2 separate regions of the Rattus norvegicus genome follow, and region 1 is linked to region 2. Evidence: chromatin contacts called from public Hi-C data. All regions are on one chromosome and are shown on one strand. Each heading gives the region's core, a stretch centred on a gene start, on an enhancer-like site or on the middle of the called end of the contact. The rest is flanking DNA. Distances are from core to core; before and after follow the strand shown.

Evidence for each region. A called contact is a pair of places that touch in the nucleus more often than the background predicts.
Region 1: a contact with region 2 is called in a Hi-C map of the A7r5 cell line, with 5 times the contacts expected there. The contact joins two enhancer-like sites. A contact is called at or near these places in 4 of 12 Hi-C or Micro-C datasets (the A7r5 cell line, the Rat2 cell line, Schwann cells and 1 more).

Annotation. Positions count from the first base shown.
Region 1 is chr17:28,788,357-28,791,522 of GRCr8, forward strand. The region is part of intron 5 of Fars2 (phenylalanyl-tRNA synthetase 2, mitochondrial); the gene reads right to left. Among named protein-coding and RNA genes, the nearest start is that of Fars2, 160 kb to the right of the region's middle. Within about 2 kb of position 1,840, at least 14 of the 93 cell types and tissues checked have an H3K27ac peak or open chromatin away from gene starts, as enhancers often do.
Region 2 is chr17:28,274,260-28,277,320 of GRCr8, forward strand. No RefSeq gene overlaps it. Among named protein-coding and RNA genes, the nearest start is that of Tpi1l2, 45 kb to the left of the region's middle. Within about 2 kb of position 1,437, at least 1 of the 93 cell types and tissues checked has an H3K27ac peak or open chromatin away from gene starts, as enhancers often do.

The DNA of each region.
Region 1 (3,166 bases), core at 590-3,089, 510 kb after region 2:
TCTAGTCTTTTGATCATTGGCTATGGGAGAACTGAGAACATATTCAAAGACTGATACTACAAAAACCTTGCAGAAACCGAAGGAAAAGTCACTCCTCCTGTTGGCAATAATCACATCTTTGATCACATGAGCTTTCATAGCAATTGACAATTCCCACTTTGAATTCATCTATCTCTATACTCTGGCTGCACCAAAATACAAATGTCTGTGACTCCCACTCTTGTGTCCATGACTTGTGCAAGGCACACTTCTTGGTGCATGAAAACCAGCTGGTAAATAATAAACAAATGAAACAAAACCTGGCCAAACAAGCAAATGGACAGAGACTGTGTCAGTACTGGTCATTAAGTGGACAGAAAGGGACAGAGGAACTGCTATTGGTGACTACCAAGCTGTAACAGCTTCTCGAATGGGGTGCAGTAGGAAAGAATATTTCATGAGGAAGAGTTTTTCAATCTCCACACTGAGGCTGATTACCGGGAAGCATACGGAGGGCTAGCCACCTCAAGGTAGAGGTTCTGAGGTTCCCTATCATCTGTGTGCAGGCAGGCTGACACTCTTGTTTGGTGCTCAAATCAGTGGTACTATCAATAACACAATATTCTGCAGAGATCTCCCAGGGCAACGAGACTCTTCTTGGGCTAATTTTTGTCTTCGAGTCTATTGTGCTAGAAGTTACTATGTCCCACACCACAAACAAATCTTCTATGTTCATGTATCTGGATAGGTCATGCTAAAATGCGGATAAAAGGACAACCCAATTTAGTCTAGAGGGGTGAGATTGTCCTCCCAAATTCTATTAGAAAAAAAAAAAAAGGCAACTGCATAAGTAGACCGTGTAGCTCTCCATGTCTTCTGAATGGGGCAAGCCACCTGCCACTCAACAGTACATTCCAGACACAGGAGGTACACCGCAGCAGGCTCAGCTTGGGCTGCTTTGTGTCACAACCTCCTGGGCATTACTTCACTGCAGTGTTTCATAAGCAGCATGGGTGACAAAGTATCATCTAAAGAAAGAACAGAGCACTCTGTTAAAAACAATGCTCAGCCACAGTTACAGGTCAGCACAGCTTGACCTTGTTAGGCTACAAGATGTATTGGGAGATAAGTTCACACAAACAGTTTTCTGTCTTTGTGCACAAAATCTTCTTGGTGATACACATTGAGTTTCTATTATTCTTATAACCAAAATTGGGAGGTGGGAGATCCATCTCTTCTGAATAACAAAGCATACTGACATCACAGGCTTCCTTCGCTTAGGCAGATTACTGAACAAACAAATATTTATTCTGAGTTACTCAGCTGTGATACATGAGGGGATTCATGACGTGCTGTGTCTGGTGCCTGTTAAGCTCTTACAAGATAATTGGACTTTGGACCACCTAGAACATTGTGCTTAATGGAGAGCTGAATTTAAAAATTCAAAAACATGGAATGAGCAGAATTTAATCAGTCACACCTCCATCAAATTGAGGCAGAAATAAATAAATGGGCAATAGAAAGGTGCAATAAAACCAGGATTAATCAAACCGTGATTAATTCAGGATCAGATTAAAAACCAATAGTGCCAGCTGCATCAGTCTCTTCTGTAGCGTTTACCTCTCCTACTCCTTTTTATCACCATGTTTCCCCATCTTCTCATTCCACTCTGCTCTCACCCCTAGGGCACTTTCCCTGGATGGATAAACCTGCAGGAGAGTTAATTGTCACATACATGGATTTAATCAGATTGTCCATCACATTTGGGGCCCTGCCTTCAGTGATCCATGACTAATTGTTGTGGTAATTTTTCAATCATTAACAGCAGCACATATGCTGCAGACAAATCCCAAGGTGCCTAGTAAGCCCCAGTGACAAGCAGACCAGAGGCTCCAGAAGGATTGCCACATGCCCCAGCCCAGCCCCCAACCCAATCCTATTAGTCATGCCTCCTTGTTAATATACACTTATCCCAAGGATATGTCAGGCGGCAGAAAGCTCTGAGGGGCTCCGGCGTGCCTTATGACTTGCCCTGTTTTCAATCTAGATTCTGAAAAAGGAAGAGGAAAGGAAATTAAAACTCCATGTGGGACAAGTAGCTGAGGGCCTATTCTCAATTCCACTTGCTTTTCATTCACTTTCACACAGGCTCCTGAGCTGTGGCAAGTGCCCTTTCTTTGAGTTTCAGCAGTATTAGCAATCTCCATGGCAACCACCAGTGCGCATCTGCTGCACCAAACTGCAGCATCTCTGGCTCAATTCTCAAGTTGCCCTGGTGTCAGACGGGGCATGCCATGTGCACTGGTGGGACAAGACCCTGCCTTGGGGAATCTTTCAGCTGATTGAAGCCTGGCTCTAATCACCACATAATATGAGTGAACAAGATCACAGAGAATATGATCTGCCGCGCGAGGCAAGAGGGTTCTAGAAATGCTATTTATTTTTTCATTTTCTTTTTCTTAAGGGTCTTTGTTGGGTAAAAGCAAAGAGGCACTAGCTATCTAACAAAAAGGATTAAATTTCAAGTAGATGCCACAATGTTTCAAGTTGCTGTTTGTTTAAAGCCTATGTCTCAGACACCTTTCATTAAGGAAACTATTCAAGAGGAAATGCAAATTCCTGGGGTTTCCATTTGGGTCTTCTTAGGAAAATGGTTATTTTGCACATTAGTCAGAATATGGAAAGGGAAGAGAAGGATTCATGGAATTTCACTGACAATTTTATTCCTCCTGCAGAGTTTCAGGAAATTCCCTATTACACTCAGTTTTCCCAAGACTAAAATAAGACCTACTTTACTCTAAGGCACCTAGCCCCAGATCATGGAACAAGATCTTCGAAAAACTTAATCAATTTGAGCAATTCCTGTTTAGCTGCTTAAAAGAGGGATGGTTGTTGCAGGCTCTATTGCTGTGAAAAGAGGGACCGAGCGCCCTCTGCTGCTGTGTCTAGGTCAGGCTCCCCATATCCAGAAAACCCCACTAAGGTTCACTTCCGTTACCATGCACTCTTAAAAAACTCTAGCTTAAAAGGCACTCACTGATCAGCAAGAGGAACAAGAGAGATCCAGAAAACAAACAGGTTGCTGTAAATAGAACAGTCTTCCACACAGCCACTCACCACTACCTTGGGTATTATTAGAAACAGTTCAAGAAAGTGCTTGAGAAAATTCAGAGTGCTGATTGCATGT
Region 2 (3,061 bases), core at 187-2,686:
ATATACCAAAAGCGAGGAGGCCAGAAGAGTACATTGGAGTCCCTGGAACTGGGATTACAAAAGGTTGACAGGCCCCATATGGGTGCTGAGAACCAAACTTGGGTCCTCTGTCTGCAAGAGCAGCCAATGTTCTTATATGCTAAGCCTTCTATCTTTCCCCGGTCTCTTTATTTAAATGATTGTTAATTATATACATTAGAAGTTAGAGACATATAGCTGTAACAGCTAATGCATAATGTATAACTGGTGAAGTGAGCCTTTCCTTCTCATTTGAGGAAGAAAATAAGAGAGAGGAGAGAGGGGTAAGCAGCAGTTTCAGAGGTGTGAACGTTCTCTTTCAGGTGTTACAGTCTTCCTGAACCCTCGCTTTCATACAGTTCAGCCCATATCTTCCTTTCCTCTGGTTTTCTCTACTGCAGTCTGATCGCTGAGAGTCTAGGACTATACAGAGATTCGATCCCCATATACTTCAAGGGTGCCATAGCAGCAGAGTTCATCAGCTCTTGCAAAAAAATTACAAAACAAGTCTCCAGCCCTTTAGTAAAGACCAAGAGAGTCCCTGACATTTCTTCCCAGCTCAGCTGGGCTTTGGAGGGTTTCTGGGCTTGCTTTTCAACCCGCAGAAGCCTGATGTTCAGGAGGAGAGAGTCACTGCAGCTAAGTTGCCCCTTCCTTGGAAAGCCCCATGTGTCTGAGGTCTCCAGTGGACTTAAGAGCCAACTCTCTCAACTTTAAAGATCTGTCTTGCGGTGTTTAACTCCCCCTCGCTCAGACCACTTGATGAGCGATTGGATATGAAAAGCTCTGGGCATACCCCGCTGAGCAAAGAGCACGCACAAGGGCCGAAGTGTCTGTCCTTTCTCTCTCTACGCCATCCTATGGTCATTTTGATGACTTGGGGAGGCCAGAGCCCCTTCATAGAGCCAGGAACTCAGTCTTGATCTATAGGCTCTTCCTTCCAGGCATCTCCAAATCCAGGCTCTGGGGACAAACACCACAGGAAGGAATCTAAAAGCAAGGTTCATATCCTGATATTTGAGCTATGAGAGTAGTTTCCAGAAGTTTCTCTCCTCCTAGCAGAAAAAAAGCAGTTCAGTAACCTCTACCCTTAAAATCTGGAATCTGAATTAAGAATGTTGCTTTTTAAAATAATTCTCTACTTTTCTCATTCCCCATGTTTGTTGATAAAGAGGGGTAAATATTTTTGTCTAGTTCACGTACAAAAATACCATCACAAATATCTCCTCGGCAAACCATGTTTTCACTCATAAGCAAGCCCCCTTCTTGTGAAAAGGCGAGAAAGGAAATTTTCAAGGGGATGTTAAATATATAAATGTCCTATGCTTTGTTATAATATATGTTGTAGTACATATGTAATCGTATATAACATACAGATAAATACATAGACAAGTACAGAGATGCAGTGCCCTCTACTGGTCAGACTGGATGTGCTTTAACCTCTTTCTGGAAATGGGTAGCTTAGCTTTCCTTCAAGGGGCTGTGGAAGCCAGAGCACACCCTGCCATGTGGCTCTGCTTCCAGATAAGCGACACCCCACAAGCTTGTGCCAGTCAGCAAAACCTCTCTGCACAGCATTGTCTTCATGACGCTTTGCTCACTCTGCTCGGCTTCTTGTCATTCATGTTCAAACTCACTCTACAGCCGTCTGGTACTTTCCGTAGTAGCTACAAGACCACACACAGCACAAATTAAAGGGAAATTTGACTGACTGATTGATCTGAGCCATCTAAGCAAAAAGCCAGACTTTGCAATTCCCAAACAGAAGGCAAACCTCCCTTATTGTATATGATTTGAACAAATCAGATGTAATTTTTAAAACCAGGCAGTATCCTCATCCAAAAAGACACTTCAGGAGTTTATGCAAACTGAGAAACACTTGTCTAGAGCCAACATGACAAGGCTGATTTATCAGTGTAGAAATCACCAACCTAAATAGTAAAGGCTCTACAGAAGCACACATTTGCTAGTAATAAAAGCTCTTCTGTCGATTTTCTTGAAATTTTTGAAATATAATACTTAGGTACCAGAGATCCAGAGAAGATTGAGGCTGGCATTGCCTGGTAAAAGTCTCCTCTGCTTTAAGGCCCAAGAATGTCAGCATTTTCTGTTCCCTGGGAGACTGTATCTTCCCTTTGGTCCTGACCTGCATTTCCTCTGCCGGCCACTAAATGCAAAACCCACTAAATTAACCTTCTCTGGATTCTCTGAGACTGAACAGGGCTTGTTATAGAAGTCCACAGCACAACCCCAAACAGTTACTCTGAAAACAGATGTCTGTCTCCTGGCTTCTGGAAATTCAAAAGGATGTTAGACCGACTGAAATCCCATCCCACCCTCTACTTCATAGATAAACTGGAAAAGAACTTTCTAGAGTGTCTCAGCTATCCCTATCAGCAAGATGAAACCTCACAGCTCTTGCCTGACTGAAGAAACATGGCGGGAGGCAAGGCATGGCTCTGGGGTCCACGATGCATCTGTCCTATGAAAGCAGTGTTCCTACAGAGCTCCTTCCTGTGCAAGGTAGAAGGTGGTGAAGCCAAGAGCAGGAAACCTGTCACTGGGGGGTTATCACAGGGCAGAGAATATGTGTAAAATCCACAGTTCAGTAAGTCTGGGGGAAAAAAACCCTAGAATCTGCATTTGAATAATGAGAATAAAACAGGTGACTCAGATGCATACGCTTCTTAGACACTGCCTGTAAAGAAGTGTGTCCAGCCCAACGCACTGATACCTTAAAGCCTTCTTTATACGTGCATCCATCTTTTAATGAGATCCTCATGGAATAAAATCTCCTTCGTGCTGATTCCTGTCCTCGAGTAAACAGTATTAAAATAAATGTAACTGTGACTTTGAAATTCAACTGCATGATGTCATTCAGGACTCTACATGTGCAGACACTTCTGAGACATTTTGCTATCGAAGGCAGGCCCCTTACCATATTTGTTTTTATTTTACCCATCAGTTCCAGGAAACAAATTCTCTGTTCTTTTCTTTCTTTTTCTTTAAATTGTTTCCCCTCCTTTCTAACCAAAGCTCCTCC